Regions from separate parts of the Gasterosteus aculeatus genome. Here region 1 is linked to region 2. The links are chromatin contacts, called in public Hi-C maps. All regions are on one chromosome and are shown on one strand. The core of a region is the stretch at or near the end of the contact, and the rest is flanking DNA. Distances in the headings are between cores, read along the strand shown.

Region 1 (6,745 bases), core at 3,872-6,371, 80 kb before region 2:
TTACCCCAAACCCAGAGGATGGTTGAAGGTGGCTGATGTTGTGTAGCATTTACAGCATCCCCAACAATGCCAAAATGCCATTAAGGAAAGCTCAGAACTCCAAACAGACCCTGGAGCAGAGTAACAGAGGCAATATCGGAGGACATGTTTCTTTAAGTGTGGAAAATCCTAATTATATCTCTGTAAATTGTGGACTGGGTGGGTCTCCACAATAAATAAAGTCAGACCTGCAAATAATTCCAACCGATACAGACTGACACATTTATAGAATACTGGGGTTTAACTTCTTCTTGGTTCCTAGTTCTGCTACAGGTTTGATAATAATAATAATTAGCAGTCAACTTTGTAGCTTTTTCCTGATTTTTCAACCACAACTGAGTCTTCTTGAGTGGGAGTTTGTTTAGTTGCCATTGAGATTAGTTTTCAGGGCAGAAATTATGGAATTTGTTTAGGAAACATATAATTATACTGAACCCCAATAGCTCTTCACCTTTGCATGCTCCTTGTCCTCGCTGGACTCTGGCCAGTAGGTCAACACGCACATTTTCACACAAAAACACGCACACACGCACTCACATGTGCATGCACACACACACGTAAAGAGAGCGAGCTAAGCGCCCATCAATCTCTCTTACCGGCCAAGCGCAGCCATCGATCAGTGTGTAGGTTTGTGTGTGTGTATTTCAGTGCATTTACATTTGTGTGTGTGTGTGTGTGTGTGTGTGGTCTTCCGGATTGATAAATGACCCCGATTAGTAGCGACTGACCGCTCTATGATTGCAATCTAAGTGCAGCAGAACAGCTGTTTTCAGAGCAGCATTTTCTGAAGCTGTCTGTGATTAATACAAGAAAAGTTTAATGAATTCTGAACCAACCGCAGCGCTGAGATCTGCAGGCCAGATCTCTCTCCCCCTGAACCTTTTGAGGAGGTCAGTGAGAAGAAGATGACATTTAGAATGCAATCTGGGTCGTGTTGCCTTCAAACATTATAAAACAAAGAATCCGCCTTCATCTATGTTTGAAATTAAAAATAAATGAATAATTGACTGTAATATTCTCCACAATTACAATTGTTTAAGCTCTTGAAATGTGGGTAAATTATGTTGGTCAGTAAGTACAAAACTGAGCAGAACACAATAAAATTGAATTGTTCTTCTTGTATCATTTTCAAGGAAACCCTGTGTATCCCTCCTGGGTGATCCCCAGTCCTGCCAACCCCACCCTGATTCGGACAATCACACACACACACACACACACACACACACACACACACACACACACACACACGCTCAGATCCACACCCTTCCCCATCTTTATCTGCACTCTATCTTTATATCTCCACATCTATCGGGTATACCTGTAACCTAGCAACAGAGCAGAGTGAGGACCCTCCCCTACCTGCTCAAGTGCTCCGACTGCCGGACCTGACAGCCAATCAAATAGTGTCAGTGCAGGAAGTAGAGCCAATCAAACACGTACTATAACTGGGAGCCGCCCACTGCTCTCCACCCTTTTGACCCCACATGTGGGCAAAGACACCATAATGCGCATCGCATACACAAGGCATGCTAGCAATGCTAACACGCACAATCTCCAGAGGTCACCAGGAGAGGTAGCTGGATTGGGCGGACCTGCCTGTTGATTTTGATTCATCAGCAGAGCGATGAACACTACCTGGGGAAGCATGGTATCCTGCAGAACATGCACATGTAATTCTATGTGAAATACCTTAAACGTATATTTAAACAAGCTGTTTCTGTACGGCCAGCTGGTTCTGTTCCGTCGGGAAATATTTTGTCTCCGTTGGAGACTTGCAGACATGAAGGTTGAATCCAATAGCGTGTGACTACTGGTTCTCTGCTGGACTATCCAGCTAAGTGGGGAAAAAACAAACAATTTCTGAAATTGGTCTGGTACTGACCCGAAAGCGCTGCAGCCAGCAACTGCTAAACAGTTTGCAGGGGCAATTCCTCAAAGTCAATTAATGTCCACTAAAAGTGCTGTTTTTTGCCACTGACCGATTGTTTGTGTATGACAACAGAAGAGAAAGGACACTGCTGAGAAATTAAATATTTCTTTCTTTAACTTTTGCTTGATTTGGTCCGTTTGTTATTGTGGCACATGACCTTCTACCTGAAGGCAATGTGGTTGAAAGTTGGAGAGAAGAGTGCTGGTGTTTTTATTTGTTGTTGTTTTGTAATACAGACAGCATAGCTCAGCTCAATATTTCCATTGCCATGGTCGAATGTCCAGCTTATTTTGACAATGTGGATGCAGCACGAATACTTCTTTCGTCTCTTCATAGAGAAACATCACAATCAATCCAACGAATGGTAAGAAAAACACCGCTTCAGGGTCTTTTCCATAATGTTACAATAGCCGGTCAGCGGCAAAAGAAAAACTTAATTTGAATGTCAGGTGTTACCTGGAGAGATTACACTGGAGTCCATTAATTATCTGTTTTCTCTCTTCAAGCCATGATGTGACCACACCTCAGCTTGAACTGTAGAGCAGTCTGGAACTCACTGACGCTCAACTCCTTTAAGGCTTTGCCTGAAATTTACCTTTATCAACTTAATATTTATATCTTATCCTTCCATTTTTGTTCAATTGATGCTGTTTGTCGCTTGTTTGGTCATGTTACTTAAACTTTGTGTTATATACAGACATTTGTATTGCCTGTTTTTTTCTCTCTCCCCTTTACATCATTCTAGAGCAGAGGTTTTCAGTAGAACCTCAGAGATGGCAAAGATGGCAGACCAAACTTCGTAGAATAGGGGTCCCTGCTCCTTCTCTCCATCAGTTTGGGAGTCCTTGGCCTGAAAAACGTTGAAGACCCCTGTTCTAGTATACGTGTGGCGTGGGGGGCTTCTCCTTGACCTCTCCCTTTATAACCTTTCCTCTAACCTGCCCCCTTGCCACCATGTTCTTGTATTTTCACATCACTTCCAAAGGATTCTGTCAAAACGCTGTGGAAGTTGAATGGAAAGATAACAGCGTGGGAGGGAGAAAGTCCCCAATCTACCTCTGAATTGTGAGAGCTCCCTCTCTCCATCTGAAGACGGCTCTGGTTGCACTGCTTCAGAGGGGAGCAATCAAAGCGGAAGAATTGTGAGACTTAATCACACTCTTGTTGGATAGATGGATAAGAAGGAGGGAGACGAAAGCAGAAGAGACATGGAGAAGGGAGAGATTTCATTCCGCACACATTTACACATCTTATACTACAAACATTGACTTTCAAGTGCGCCTTGACATAAACTGCACAGACCGAATATTACTAAAGGAATGTCGGCAGTATTTAACATTAGAGATGAAAAGGCAAAGATCTTTCATCTTTGCACTTAAAGGAATCCCGGTTTCTAACGGAAAAATACAACCAAGGCCTCTGACTAGGATTCCAAGAATTCCAGGAATGAAATCCACTGTAGCTCTGTCCGAGCCAATGTGTGCGGCGTGTGGTAAAGCTGATGATGATGAGCCGAGGAGGCAAAACGAAGGACGCTTTGGTTAGTGAGCACCCAGGACATAAAAATCTTAAAAAAAAAAAAAGATTTTGTTTAAATAATGCTGTCAAAATCCTAATAATGGATAAATCACCAAAATAATCATGCAGCATTCCAGAATTACATTGAATGAGACAAATTTTGTTAACCCCCTACCCTGTTTTTTGGCCTCTGCTGGGCATATCCATGATAAAATGTGTAATAACTCTGGGAAAACGTCTGTCTGGACAACTTTTTGTGTCTGCGTGGGTTCTCTCCGTGTACTCCGGCTTCCTTCCACATTCCAGGGACTTGCTCTGCTAGCTTAGTTGGTGACTCTAAAGCGTGTCTACCATCTTTACCCTGTGTTACATAAAATGAAAAAAGAGACTCTGAAAACCAGAGCAGCGCTTCAATAGCAACAATGACAACTACCTCCACAAGTGCAAGGACGAAAGCACGTCAACTATATATATACTCGAGTGGATGAAGACAGCTGGTGCTCAAAGCATATTGGAGCCGTTAGAGGCAATCAATCGTAGCGTCAGTGAACCAAGGCCACAAGGACCGCGGACTCTTTTAAGTAATTCTCTATTCCTCTTTCAGTCTCGCTTTCATTCGCATTTTACAGCTAAAGACACCTAAAGCTCACCTTTTAAGGGAAAGGGTATAAAGGATTTTTTTTTGCCACATGTACATCCGTCCTTACAGTATAATTTCTAGTGGATGCATTATAATGGTTAAAAAAAAAACTATATAACTATAGAAAAACCATGAAGCAGAAATTATTATGCTGTGAATAACACACTGAAGATCACGCTACAATTTATTTAAATTCATGTGCACACATCTGGCATGAACCCATAGAGGAATTGACCGTCTGGTGAGGCCCACCGCCCTTCGTTACCGTTGCCGGGCCTGTCAAGCTTTCCATTCTCGTATGGCACATACAGTATAAAGTTTACCACCTTGCTTAAAAAAATCCCAGATTGCCTATATGAAATTTAACATTTATCTCTAAAAACCATGAACCAGAAAAGTCTGAATTGAAACTGAAACTAAAACTGCACTAAAAACAAAAGGTGGTGAATCTCAGAAGTTTTAAGTTGATTTTGATCAAGTACTTACATGGTGCTACACGAGTACGTCAAAATGAACCACATTGACATCCTGAAGCGAGACGAGAACATGTTGGCCTACGCCATGATGGGGTCGCTGTTAATTTGCAACTACACGCTTCTCTGGATAATTACAGCATATTACCTGTATGCGTTTAAACAAAAGGTGCATTCTTCCTGTCGCGTTATTATTTCCACGTGAATTCCGTGAGGAGATTTCAAGCCCTTTTCCTCTGGCGCTACCAGCAGAGGGCGACACTGTGACGCTGCGGGCCCAAATGAGCTCAGTGGGCAGCGAGGTCTGCGAGGTCTGCCTGGTGGGCAGAACAGAGAGAGGAAGACAGAGACAAGGCGAGGGGACGGAGGGGGGGGTTTGGTGGGGGGCGGGGGGCAGAATGTGTGTGGGAGAGAAAAAACACTAAGCAGAAGGTGAGGCGAGACAACTGAGTGGGGGGCCATGAGACTGAGATGTACTCAGAAGGAGTGTGTGTGTGTGTTTGTGTGTGTGTGCATGAGGCTTACGTATCAGATCTTGCATAAGCGCAGGTGTCAGCAGGTGCATGCAAGCACTAATACAAAGTGGTGCATTGGCATCTGCGTGCATGCTTGTGTGTGTACGCAAGTGTGCGTTGGTGTATGTGTGTGTGTGTGTGTGCGTTTGTGTGCCTAAGGACAATACTGCTTCCTCATTACCCAACAGTTTCCTGCAGTCCAGCACTAATGAGGAGCCTCACCGTCACCGTGGTAATCAAGGTCAAGCCTAGGCCAACACACAAAAGCAGACACATACAAACCTAAACACACACACACATACACATACCCTGCAGAACTACATGTGTGTGTGTGTGCTCGGCTGCATTAGGCGACACATTTGCAATCTGGAGCATCACTTTACATCGATTTACAAGACGATGACAAAAACATGAGGTAAATGGGCGGAGTACTGTAGGATCCCGTAAAATCTAAACGATTTCATGAAAAGGACGAGGGCATGGACTCATGTCTCTTTGCTCTCCTCCCCTTCTGTTCGCCAGATGAAGACAGAGAGACGGACAGAACACACGGAAGGGGATGCACGTGTGAGGACAGCGGTTATCGTCAGGTGGAGACGGAGGGAGAGACAAAGAGGCATATGGGAACAGAAAGGGAGGGAGGGTAAGGCAGGGTGTGCAAGGGAACATGGCTGGGAGGAGGTGCGGAGGAAAAGAGGAAGGAGTAATTAATGAAAAGAGCAAGACTTAGCTCTTTAGTCTCATCCCTCAAGAGAAGCCTGACACTGCTACATCCAGCTAATGTCATAGCAACGGGGAGAGGGAAAGTCTCATGGGTGCGGCACAGGAAAGAGGAGATAAGAGCAGGTAGAGGCAGGAGGAAAGGAGGGAGGAAACCAATCGAGGGAGTATGAGATGATGGAAGGAGGAACAGAAGAAGGTGTGAAGCACAGAGAGAGGAACCCTGCAAGGAGTCAAGGACAGCGACATCAGGCTATGGAGTTATGTGAATGATATAAACATGGAGGAGAGGAATGAAAAGGAGGGAAGGCAAAGGAGAGAGAGGACTGGCAATGAGCCAATGGATTAAAGGCCATACCGTACCCATCTCCCTCTCCCTTTGCCGGAGATTGCCATTGTTTCTCTATCTAATTATCCCTCTCGGGTTATCACTAAAGTATCAATTATTTATCTTTAATTAGCAAAAACACACCAGACTGACTTCACTTTAACAGATGCAGGACAAGCATCAAACAGCACCACGTGCACACGGTGGGAGACATCTTCTTTGAGGTGGCCTAAAAAGTGAGCGGCACATGTGAAAATATGGGTTAGTTCAAAGTTGTCGAGGCGCACAGTCTGAAAGTCACCCTGCTGGCACTATAACGTGCTTGGACTGGACCCAAAAGGGGAGGAGCTGAGGTCTAACTAAATAACATATTTCTAACTAAAATAAAAACGCAAAAGGTCTTACTGAAGTATAGTTCATTAAACATGCGTAGTGTAGTAAAACATGTTTTTCTAAGATGAGACTTCTTTTTTAAAAGTTAATTTTTTTTTGTCTTAAAAAAAGGTTACCGCAACATTAATTCTGAAGCGTCTCTAGTTGGACAGCCGAGGAGCCACAAATGAACCAAACTAGTGGGATACG
Region 2 (6,533 bases), core at 289-2,788:
GCCTTTCTCGAGTTTAACAACTTAAATCCACAACTATGGAATCCAGGCAAGTACTCTGAGAGCATGTTGGGAGAACTTGGCTGAACATCACACAGGCAACTGGCCTAGAAGTCGGTCGCACACACGCTTAGACACACTGGTTAGAATTTCAGAGGAAAAGGATTTAAAGAATGGGGTGGTTGAGTGGGGGAGGAGAAATAAGGGAGAAAACAAGACAGTAGAGAAGGAGGGAGTCTACATCTGCAGAGGACTTTATAGGCGTCGCGATCACGCCGCCACGTCAACACGAGACAGATCGCCTGCAAACATTGAGGCGAAGGAAAGAGCAATCTGACTCTTCTCTCCCTCCTCTTTTTCTCCCCACGCGAACCAAAAGCTCCCTCTCTAACATCACAAGAGCACACATTTTGACAGCTGTTTCTGCTAGAAAATTCCAACAAAAAAAAAACAGAAAATAGTTCACACCCATAAGAGGTAACATTTGCCTCTTTGAGCACCTTGGAGATTCTTTTCAAACTTCCAGGCAGCGCGTTTAGAAAGTGCCTGGTTTCCACGTGAGCACGATCAGGTGGGCACTGTAGTTACTGTCACAGTCCATTTCAGGGGCAATAACAGGAAGCGCTTTGGCTCCGTCAGCAGGCCTTATTCACTCCCTGGATGGAGATGTGCGCCTAGCAGAAAATCGGATTGGGAACCCATCAATAATTGTGTTGTTCTGCGTCGACATACGATTTTGGCGCTTTTCTGTGGGCATCTGGTAAAGCTTCGCCTCCACTTGGTCTCTCAGGTTCCTTCTGAATCAAGGAGAGATGGAGGCTCGGGCCGGTTAACTGGTCATAATGTCACGGACACAACTGCACCACCACAAGTGTTGAAGTGCACCGAGTTCTGCACAATGTAGCAGCCCAACTTAATAAGTCTTTCTCAAACGTTTACTGCCAAAGCTAATCAAAACACTGAATGATATAGCTCTCCAAAGAACACTTTAGTTAAGGTTACAGTGATATTTTTAAATCTCTGGCTCTAAACCTGCATTGTCTTGTAACGTGGCTTCTCGTGTCTTCTATTGAACAAACGCGAGCACGAGCGATTAATCACGTTTGCAGATAGTTTGATGTCAAAATAAAAGTCACATAAAATCAAAGTAGGAAACGGGATCATCAAAATAAAAGAACACTGCTAGTGGTCGTTTACGCCAAGAGTTAGAAGCAAGCAAACCCAACAGTCCTCAGCGAGTCCCACGTTGACTGAAGGCTTCCTGCATTATTGAGCCAAAACACAAAAAGCCTGGCAAAAAAAGAATGCTCTTCGTGGTTGATGTTTTATTAAATGATTCAATTCATTATTATAATAATCGTGAATCATATGTGGTTAATAAACACATGACAACGTTGTGTACTAAAGACACGGCACATACACTAACTCCCGTTATCAACCGCAGCTGTGATTGGCTCATCAATCGGATTCGCAATGTTATCTCCATCGTATTGTGCAACATCTGTCTAAATTCCCTGCAGCTGAAGTCATGAGGCACCAGCTGAGCGCTGACGTCCTCCTGTAGACGAAACACATCCTGATCCTGTGGCTCCATCGTGTGTCTACAAATGATACAACAGTCAGCCCCCGGCCCATTTTTAGGCATCTAACGTTAAACTTGATTGATCCCGTGACGGGAAATTCGCTTTTCATTTGCCGTCCCAGAAGGAAAAGAAAAAGCTGAGGCTCGGCTAGAGAAACAGCCCCCGCCTGCTGACGCAGAGGCTTCAACCATGACGGTCTCCGGCCCACTAGTGAGGCCAAAAGGTCACAGTGAGCGTGCAGGTTTTATATTACAATCCATCACCCACCGATACTCACGTTTAACGAACTCGCTGCAGAAGATGGTCTGAGGAAAGAAAACATGCGCGTTCTGCCACCAGCTGTTTGGAACACGATCAGCTAAAACTATTTAAATCGGTTTAGTTTGTGTAACATGTGAGAGGTGTTGAGCTGAGGTCAGCAAACGGGAATAGGACAAAATGAAGAGTAAAAAACACTTTGTGTCAAAGTCTGAAAAAGACTGGGTAGAATCAAAAAAGCAAAAAGGAGGCAGTTCAAGGAGAACGGATTTTATTTTCAATATCCATTGCAAAAAAATAAGAGGTGACACGGCCTGAAACAGGTAATATAGAATTTATTTTCAACCAGAAGTAGGAAAATACATAGGTCGGTGTAAAGGAAACAAGCAGAACCTGTTGTAGTCAAACGGCGAAAAAACAAAACAAAAAAAAAAACAGAACTAGTCCGAAGAGAATCAAGAGGACGGCTAAGTGTACAACAGAAAGCATTGTTTACCATTCAGTTTCTTTTTTTTTTTAAACGGGATGTGTTGATTTGAAAACAGCTGCCTTGATTTTTCATCTGGATCAATGGACATTCTACAACATTGTGCAAGTGTTTAGACATTATTCTCTTTTTTATTTTTGCTGGTATTTCATGAATGGTAAACAATAGTTGGTCCAGTGCATAAACACAGTGACACAGATCAATGTACTCAGCTGACTACAAATAGACAATTCTGATCATTGAACAACTACTAGATCAGCAGGGAGGGAGGGTGAGCAAATATACAAGATGGATGATGCATGGGGAAAAGAAACGGGAGAGCAGATGGGAGATGATTGAAAGCAGCAGCAGCCAGTCGAAATGACAAAATAGCTACGGCTTCCAGGTAAGATATTTTAAAAACCCACGTTGCATGGGTCTGAATGTTTACTGGGGATTATTGCAAAGTTGTAAAAAGATCAGAATCGGATGTCTTTTGAGAAACCAAATCCCGGCGTGTATGAATACGGATGCAAGTTTGTTCATGTGATTCAAGGGGGGGAAAAAAGGCCCAAAGTTCTTGATCTCCTCACAGCCCTGCAGTTGATGAAGACTACGATTGGGATTAAACAAAATAAACGCGAGTGGTTGGAAAAAGAAGTTGCTCTACAGGAGGACTACAAGCCGCTTTGGTGTGCACCATTACAAAGAGATGCAGCCTGGGAAAATGACTCTACACCTAAAACAACAACAACCTATTAAACACAATGAGACAGTGGCGATTACAAAGCTAACAAAGTGACAGCTCCAGCGAGCTTACAGGGGGACTCGGCTCAGCCAGTCGCCGCATTTTCACTCAAAAGTCAATAGTCCGGGTTTTAAAAAAGAAAAGAAAAAAAAGGGTGGGGAGCCGGGGAGTCAACAACCAAAGGGACTTCAGCCACAAAAGGCAATAGTAGCTAGCTAGTGTAACAGGTTTAAACACGGTGATGCACGAGAACAGAGCGAAATGGACTAGAAGTACTCAAAAGTCGTCACGGGACCATCGACGCGCCGCTAGGCTCCGCCCTAAAAACACATTTCACGCCAGCCTGAACCGCGGTTCTGGTACCGATCTGCGGCCACTAGTGAGACTGTCCTAAGCTAAAGGCACCAGTACTCTCCAGCCAGTGCCATGCAACACCCAAAAATAAAGCCGAGAAGCTAATTTAACAAAGAAAAAAAATCGAATAGGAATCAAGTTGAACACCGTGTGCTGAACGTCACTGGCGAGCCCTCCGCGCTTCACCTCACCAACTCGTCCACGCGACGTCCCAGCGGCATTTCAACAGGGGATTTGGTGTGAGGTGGAAATATATTGAGTACAAGTAAAAACAATGTAGCAAACATAACACCGTCTAAGAATTCATGATTTACACATCATAACACAATTCATTTTCTTTTTAGAAAGGAAACATGAGATACATCTTTTATTCACACTTTACAAAAAAGCTAACCTTTAAATCTAATACAATACTAATGCCATTCAGGAAAGAAAGAAAAAGATCAAACTGGACACATTTGTTTCCATTGGGAGAAAAAAAAACAAAAATAGGTTAAAAGACAGACATGTGGGGGGGGGGGGGGGGCAAATGGGACAAGAAACCTTGATCAGAGGACTAAACGTATACTTCCTATTAATTTGCTTCCCTCTTGCTTTAAAAAATGTAATGTCAACATACACATTAAAGTAAATTAGATCTTTATCTGCCAATAAGATGGACCGAGGAGTGAGGGGAGCTACGTCCGCATCTATTAGGCGCTCGTCGTCCGTGCACTTTTTTGTAAAGTTTTGGTGTAAAAAACAGGTCTGTTAAATTAATTTCATTTGCCGAGACGTCACAAATATGATTCGTCGCAACGTGCCGCCTCTCCGGCTTTCAGAGAGGAAAAGCTGAGCTCGCTGCCCCTCGTCCCTGGTTCATCCAAAAGCAGAGCAAACAGGCCCTCCCACCTCCGCCGATGCAGAGGGGCCACAGACGGCACCACAGCTTCAGTGACGAAGGTAAGAGCTACAGACCGGTCGAGCAACAGTTTTTAAAAAGACACAGCTTGAGTAATAAGAGGGGGGGGGGGGGTGGGGGGGGGGTCTGAGGTCGGGCATTAGAGGGCTTAGGAGATTTAGAATTCATGGCCGTGGAAGTAGCGACGGGCTGGATATTTATGGTGGTTCCGGGCGTGGAGCTGTGCCGAGGTACAAATAGGGGGCCGACAATCACTGAGTGGACTTACAGATCACACATCGCACTCGTGTTCCGTGAGGGGGGCAAAGGAGTCGGTGGAGAAAGCATACCTGATTAATAGAGCTCAATGAATAGGAAGAATATACACATCATCATAACATTGTCACAGCTCATAAAAAAGGAAATCAACATTAACAAAAAAATAATAAAAGGACATAAAATCTTCACAAGTGTCTCAACAGTATTTAAAAATAAAAAGGAGAAAAGGTTGTTCAGGCGTTCGTCAAATGTATATAGTGCAAGACAACGACAACTGCTACAGTGAGGCACGATGTTTTTCTTGTACATGAGGGATTAATAATAGTTGTATCGGTCACACGCCACTAGCGAGAGTGTGTGTGTGTGTGTGTGTGTGTGTGTGAGAGACGATGAACAGCTGTGGAGTCACTGCTGGCGGCGGCTCATCCGCGTGTGTCCTTGTCTGAACTGATGGCAGCGTTGTGGATCAATGGCTTTGTTAATGGGCGAGAAGCAACAGGCGGACTACTCTGCGGTCTGTTTACAATTGCAGCAATAGGCCGGCGTATCAAATCAACATTAAGGGGACGGGGGGGAGAAGAAGTAAAGAAAGAGAAAGGGTTAATAGCTAGGGAGTGCAGAGTTGTGACAGTGAACGCCTTGAACAACCTCTTCTTACGTCTTTTGTACAAGCTGGTAATATCAATTCATCTCAACATTAACTGGATAAAAATTTAGCCATAGTTTACAATACAATCCTTTTTTTTCAAATCTGATCATAATTTACTTTTAGTACAAAAAAAAACGCCAGAAAAGTCTTTTGTGGTTCATATACAATCATGTAAAGACCGAGTCTAGATTTCTATTCTGTACAAACACTTGTGGAAAAACCACAGCTTTTGTGTATGGAATTTATGGCTGGGGAAAGTCACTACTGGCCTCAGAGACAGTGCTACAGATCTGCCTGCAAATTACCTGTATTGTACGTGGAGTTGTGTGTTTGTAAGCTTGCATGTGTGGAGTTGGAGAGCAGCTCCACACAGTGAGAGGAATGCTGGTTTTTACTCCTGTGTACGAGCCATTACATGCTCCCTCTGCCTAAAAGCAACAGAGACAAAGAAAAGATTTTTCAAAGCCCCTTTATCGCTTTGCCCATCAGCCTAAATCCCTTGACCGAAGATGGGGGGGGGGGTACGCGGGAGCCTCGGCACAAGCCCGGCCTCACAACAACACAAGCTGGGGGTTAAAACAACCTGCAAACAAGATGGTAGCTGCCCTCAGTTTCTCACCATATCCTTCCGTTACAAAGCGACACCACGTAGAGCCCTGAGGAGAACCGGGAAAACGGAGTTCTCGGGAGTTCTGTGGGTTTGGTAGCTAATGCACCGGGAGGGGGAGGGAGTGGGGGGGGGGGGGGACTGGTAGCACCGTGGGAGGCCGGGATCACACGAGAGGCCTCAGCACCACAGAATGACCGCAGGATATCTCGCCTCGCTACATCCGCCCGTGAGGGGAGGGGGCTAAAAAAAGAGGCGGATCCGACCAGACAACATTCGACGCAGTTAACGAGCGAGTCCTAAGGAGACCGAGAAAGGGGGGGGGCACGAGTCAATGACGGAGGTCGGAGACTGACAAGGCTGCTGTCGTTGCTGGTTTCAAATTTATACAGGACAGACAGGCAGACAGCCAGGGGGGGGGGGGGGGGGGGACTTTCAGGCGAGCGGCGTCCCCTCGGCCACCGCGCCGCTTCCCCACGCTATAAAAACCAAACGGCGGCCCAACGTGACAAATCTAAATGAGTTACCATGCCTTCTGGTTGGAAGGACAGAAGCAAAGTGGGTGGGTAGATTTGAGGGGGGAGAGGGAGTGGGGGGGTCCAGAACACAAAACATGATAGACAAACAGGACTGAATCAAGCAGTTAAAAAAAGAACAAAAAAGAAAAACTGAGAAAGAAAAATATAGATTATCTTTAACATTATACGAAATC

The links. Hi-C and Micro-C count contacts between places; a contact is called where the count stands out from the background.
Region 1: a Hi-C map of tail fin shows a contact between it and region 2, with 1.9 times the contacts expected there. The contact joins two enhancer-like sites. A contact is called at or near these places in 3 of 6 Hi-C or Micro-C datasets (skeletal muscle, tail fin and whole body).

The regions. Positions count from the first base shown.
Region 1 is chr4:11,361,232-11,367,976 of fGasAcu3.hap1.1, reverse strand. All of the region lies in intron 2 of LOC120817843 (A disintegrin and metalloproteinase with thrombospondin motifs 2), which reads right to left. Among protein-coding and RNA genes, the nearest start is that of LOC120817843, 33 kb to the right of the region's middle. Within about 2 kb of position 5,121, at least 2 of the 9 cell types and tissues checked have open chromatin away from gene starts, as enhancers often do.
Region 2 is chr4:11,278,211-11,284,743 of fGasAcu3.hap1.1, reverse strand. LOC120817393 (CCR4-NOT transcription complex subunit 6-like) reads right to left here. Exons shown (of 12, transcript XM_078102218.1): 12 at 3,739-6,533. Among protein-coding and RNA genes, the nearest start is that of LOC120817393, 14 kb to the right of the region's middle. Within about 2 kb of position 1,538, at least 2 of the 9 cell types and tissues checked have open chromatin away from gene starts, as enhancers often do.